2 separate regions of the Hordeum vulgare genome follow, and region 2 is linked to region 1. The links are chromatin contacts, called in public Hi-C maps. All regions are on one chromosome and are shown on one strand. Each heading gives the region's core, a stretch centred on a gene start, on an enhancer-like site or on the middle of the called end of the contact. The rest is flanking DNA. Distances are from core to core; before and after follow the strand shown.

Region 1 (2,700 bases), core at 3-2,502:
GCCGACGGTCCTAGGTGGTTTCGGGTGAGGTAGAGGTCATCTGGAACGGAGTGGTGGCGCTTGGGCGGTGGCTGGTGGAGTTGTGAGCGCTGGTTGTGATCGGAGAAGGACGAGAGGGGCATGAAGAAGGTTGCGGCGGGAGGCGGCGGTTGGTGCTGGTGCTGATACTGGTTGAAGAGGCCATGCGAGTGCGCTCCGAGGAGAGGGGGCTTTGTGTCGATACCTTCGTGGAACAGCATGGGAGGCGGCGGGGGCTGGAGAGAGGCAGCCTCCGGTGAGAAGAGGCCGAAGGCAGAGGAGGCCTTGCTGCCGCCGCCGCCGCCTCCGCCTGTGGTCGTGTGCGACATGGCACCGGAGGACGAGAGGTCGGAGGAGGCGCCGCCGAGGTGGTGGTCCAGCGAGAAGCCGAGCGGGTCGACGGGCGAGAATCCGAATCCCGCATTGTCCACAAGCGGCTGCTGATGCATTGGAAGCGGCGGTACGGGCAGCTCCAGGTCGCCGGCTGCCCCCATGATCCAGTTCAAGAAGGTCTGGTCCTGGCCGGCGGCCGCAGCCGCCGCGGCGCTGCCGAGCATGGCGTCCCAGCCCTCCCCTCCATCCAGCGCCCCAGGAATGGGCGGCAGCTCACAGCCTCCGCCGCCGCCGCCGTGGTCGGGCCATTTGGTGGCCTCGGCGTCGCCGGCGCTGCTCTCCGAGACCGCCGCCACGCCGGTGGAGTCCGCCGCGCCGCCGCCGAGGGACGACGACAGCGTCGATGCGGCGGAGTTAGGCGGGCTGCTGAGCCTCCGCGAGCAGTCGAGCACCGACCGCGGCTCCACCAGCAGCTTCCCCGGCGGCCAGTAGCACAGATCCTTGCCGAGGCCCACTCCCCCACCTCCCCCGCTCCGCTCGGCACCCAACAGCGCCGCCCTCATCTACCTACCTAGTCCCGCCGCATACCATGCAGCCCGGCGAGATCTGGGACGCCGCGCGCGGGGGATGGATTTTCCCTCTGCTCTCTTCTGCTGGTGCGTGCGTTTGGATGTGGCTGGCTCTCCCTCCCTCCCTGCCTTGGCCCTGGCCCTGGCCCTGGCGTGCGAGAGAGAGTATACAACAGGGACAGGGAGGAGGTGGGCCCGGGCACCGGGCACACACAGAGAGAGAGAGAGCGAGGAGCAGTGTGCGCCCTTGCCTGCTCTCTCTCTCTCCTCTCTCTGTCCTCGCTGTGTGGTGGTGTGGCCTCGTCCGTCTCCTCTCTCTCTCTTCTCTCTCTACTGCTATCTATCTTCCCTGGATGCGTGCAACATAAAAAAGGTTAAAAAGCGTACCCTCTCCCCTCCCACGCCCTCCTCCCCTCTCTCTCTCCCCCCATCGTTTTCAGTCTGCTTCAAGCTCTCTCCCTCTGCTCTGTGCCTTCTTCTTTTTTCACCCTAGGTTTCTACTAGGTTTTATCTGCTCGTATTTTTTTTTTGCTTCGCAATGGCCATGACCATGGCCATACATGGGTTTATTATTTCTATGGACTGTCTTGCATGTAGAGGCCAAAATTATTGCAATGAACCGAGCTGAGCCTGGTCGTCAATCATGCAGAGCCGGAGGTGGTGCTGTATTGACCGCCAGAAATCGTTGGGGCACTTTGACGGCTGTTTTGTTATGTTCCACAGTGCTGGGCGGTGGCGCGTACGTACGCTGTGTGACTCACCTTTGGTGTCGTAATGCTACAGTGCTAGTGGTGGTACTATCGTAGACTGAGATTGCCATGACGATCGGCGGCCAAATGATTAAAATCGGGGTAAATAATAATCCTGCTACAACTTCTTGAAATCGTCGTTTTCGGAGCTGAGCTGGGCTGACAAATGACAATACTAGGACTCCATGCCTTTGAGTACTACAGTACTACTGATTAATTTAGCATCTTGCCATTTGAAACAGGGCTATTACTGCCATGATATCATATTCTTTTCGGCTGCTCTATCTTTTCGAGGAGACTTGTCTTAGCTTGGCTTACATTAAAAGCGTGCTGTCCCCGGCAAGAAAAAAACATGGAGCCGACGCGGCTTTGTTAGGGATGCATACCAGTTCACGATTTGACACCATGGCAAGATGAAATGACAAACCCCACCAAAAAACCTGTCAAGTGACAGCGTGGACCACCTTAATTTTTTATCACTCATGTGTTCAAACCGTCGCAAATCTTTTCTAACGAGAATAAACAAACAAAACACAAACGCATGCCTTGCTTTCATACATGCTAAATCAAGGTACTTGGTCAGGGCATCCTAAGACGGACCTGCAAACCGCCCATATCGGTTCAAACCGTGGAAGCCATCCAAAACGAGTATGTATCAGTGTGTGCCACGGTCTAGACGAGATTTCATTCATATTGAAGACAAATATGAACAGCTTTGCACGAGTATGGACATGAGAAACGTCCCTATCTAACACTCGCAGCCATCCCAATTCCCCTTCCCGGCCCCATTTTCTTGCACTCTGCCCCTTCTTCCCCTTGATTTGCATCTGCACCCTTCATCTCCGCCACAGCTGCTCCTTGTATGCCTCCAGCGGCCACAAAGGCATTATCCGACATCCGCAACCAGCACCGAAGCGCATGCTCGCCCTTATGACGAAACTTTTCACCATCGAGCCGTTTACACCCAGGTACACTCCGCACCTGTTGACAACCCCAATGGCGAACACCATGCCCGAGAGGCGTTCGATTAA
Region 2 (2,982 bases), core at 126-2,625, 240 kb before region 1:
AGCACGTGCCGTGGCAGTAAACAGTCACGGAAAATCATGCCGTTTACCGTGAGGCTTCTGTTCTGTGGTAAACGCGAGCGCCGGTGGTGGAGGCGGCCGTAGTACGGGTCGCCATTTATGAGCTCGCGGCCGATGTCTATTTGCGTTGCGACCATGCGTCGCCGTCGATGTGATTTGGCCGCCTCTTTCCCCCACTTGACATGCGCATTAATGAGCTACACTACACGGGCCGCCACTGTGCAAGTCCCTGTCTTTGCACGGCCGAGGAAGAAGAAGCTAATGGCAGCTGGTCAAACCTCATTGGTCGTAGGAAGAACGCCCAACTCCTTCTCTACTTATTGATTTTTGAACTGAAACATATGTGCATGACGCATGATGTCGCCCGGGACAGATACTTTTTCCTTCGATGCAACTGGAAAATCTACAACGCAAAAAAAAAATCCCTGGAAAATGTACGAGGCGTCAACATGAATTAGTACCTTCCTACGAACACAAGCAAACAATCCCGCGCGCTTTTCCGTTGCTCTCGTTCGGAGGCTTCTACTACTACTACTACTACGGTGCACGAAATCCAGGGAAAGCACAGTACCCTTTTGAAGCAGCAACGCTACACGTTTTGGTTTGATGAGATTATTTCCAAGCCGTGCCCGAACGAAAAGAGAAGAGGTGGGCCCGGTCGAAATGATGGTCAAATCGGATCACGTCGTGTGAGTTGATGCAACCGTCTCCCGCGCTCCCGCTTTTCCCCCACAAGATTTGATCTCGCCATCTTTTGGAACGTCCATCCAAAGGCTGAAAGAAAGCAAAGGTGGCCTCTTTTGCCAAAAGCCAGCAGCCCCCCTGGGGTCCCCTGCACGGAGACGAAGACGGAGACGGAGAGCAACGCCCACGCTTGCGAGCAAGAAATTTCATTTCACTCCCATCCTCGCGGCGATCTTGTTTCGCGTTGTTCGCGTGCAGCGGCGCCCAACATTTTGGCTGCTAGAGCTGCCAACCCGGTGCGTGCCCATCATCACCATCCCAGCCCAGACGCTGGGTGCTGCTGTTGGTAACTGCTGGGTGTGGGTGCTGTTGCCCGTTCCATCCAATCCAACAGGTTTCAGCGCAGGACAAGCCCAGAAACACATGAAAGGAGAGAGAACGGAGGGATCAAATCAAATCATGGCGGTGTTGTGTGCACGGGCACGCCGGGTAGCTGGGTGTGGGTGGGTGCACGCACGCATCGCGAAGTGTGGGCGTGATGCGTATGCTTCAGCACCTCCCTCGCCCACTCTCTGCTCGCCTTGTGTGCGTCGATCGGTCTCGACGTACTATAGGCCCCACCATATGTGGGCGGGTTTGGATTGGCAGACAACGTGATGATGTGCAGCTGTGTGCCGTAGGGGTGTGGACTGTGGGCCGACGCCGAGCGCGCCCACCTTGCAAGGCTCTGGTCTTCTCCCCACCAAACTTGCGATTGGCCCCGATCTCCCTAGCAAGACGGACGGGAGGATGGCAGGCTCCCCTCGCACCTCTCAGTTCGGCTGGCGCAGCGCATCACGGGGCCTTGCCTTGGAGTGTGCCACATGGAGGTTTTCCAGTTCAGTGCAACCGCGCAAACTGCATGCCCTTTCGGGATTCATCCAAAGCGTGTCGAATGCACTACTTATATCAACTTACAACTAGCAAAGTGGCCCGCTTGATGCACGGGCTAGAGTTTTACGAAGTTTAACAGTAAGTGCATATTATTTGATTTGCCTAAATTTTTTGGGAACTAAATGTGACTAAATATACAAATATAAGACTTAAATGTAGAAATATAAGATTTTGCAAAAGAGGTTTTGTAGGTCATTTGGTTTTTTATTTATATATAAACTAGCAAATATGTCCGTACAACGGATGAAAAATATATTATTTGCTCTAATCAATAAGCATGGATCAAGACCCCCTCTAGCCAGTCTCTATCTTATATTTCAACGCCACATCCTATAAAATCTACTCACTCCGTCCTAAAATAAGTGTCTTGATATTAATATAATTTTATATTAGATCTAGTACAAAGTTGAAACGGTTATTTTAAAACGAAGGGAGTATTATATTCGTGTCACTTCTTATTCTAGTTTCCACCCTCGTCAATGATGATTGCAATGGTCACCGGCAATCTCAAGTCGGTGAGTATGTCCATCACACGATCTATTTGTAACTTAATCGTGGCACCGCAAGAGAATGATTAATAAAACTTAAATAAATGTCCTTGATTTTCATTGAGGGGAAGATATCCTAGAGTTGGCTAAAGCATGCTAACATTGAGAATCCTATGTGCGTGACGTACGATTCTTTTGAGGAAACACTCCTCTCTTTAATAATGTGCATTGCAACAGGAAAGTTAATTTAAGTGTCCCTCAAAACGTTCATCATCACGGACATGCCGTAGGGTGTGCAGTTAGATATAGCAGAAATGCATATCAACATTTTTTTTAGGAAAGCATATCAACATGAAACGAGCCCTACAAGGGCAAGGAATGGTTACCTCCGATTTGTTGGGACAATCGTATAAATCTCAAGAAACCAAGTAGATATTGATTGAGTTAAAAAAACCGCATATTGAAGGAACCATGATTGATCATTTCTTAAAAAAAAAAATTGGGCAATCGAATTAATGGCTGCTCAATTGAAGCGAATGCATGCATGCTTGTCCACGATGTAATTAGTTCCCCACGATCCCAAATTTTTTGTATATATACTAGAAAAATCGCCCGTGCGTTGCAACAGGAGAAGAAAAAAAATACCACATACCTTTAACCAGCAAACCACGACAACCACTATGAAAAGGTGCACATCTAGGTCATCATAAACATTCTTGCTAAACCTCTTGTCAGTCATTTGAATAATTACAAAAAGTATGCTACATGACCTTCTATATTATTGTTCGAAACCTAAATAATGAATTTTATATATGCCCATGCTCGTACAATACAAAAGGTAAACTTGATTATATGTGGT

What was found. Hi-C and Micro-C count contacts between places; a contact is called where the count stands out from the background.
Region 2: a contact with region 1 is called in a Hi-C map of seedling, with 2.4 times the contacts expected there. The contact joins the enhancer-like site here to the promoter of LOC123406350 in region 1. A contact is called at or near these places in 1 of 6 Hi-C or Micro-C datasets (seedling) and 1 of 1 datasets of contacts at active chromatin or transcription factors (embryo).

What each region holds. Positions count from the first base shown.
Region 1 is chr6H:419,703,227-419,705,926 of MorexV3_pseudomolecules_assembly, reverse strand. It overlaps LOC123406350 (scarecrow-like protein 6), which reads right to left and starts at 1,252. Exons shown (of 1, transcript XM_045099856.1): 1 at 1-1,252. The coding sequence starts at 914.
Region 2 is chr6H:419,938,379-419,941,360 of MorexV3_pseudomolecules_assembly, reverse strand. No RefSeq gene overlaps it. Among protein-coding and RNA genes, the nearest start is that of LOC123404579, 190 kb to the left of the region's middle. Within about 2 kb of position 1,375, at least 3 of the 3 cell types and tissues checked have open chromatin away from gene starts, as enhancers often do. A contact at or near this core is called in seedling, where this site is marked.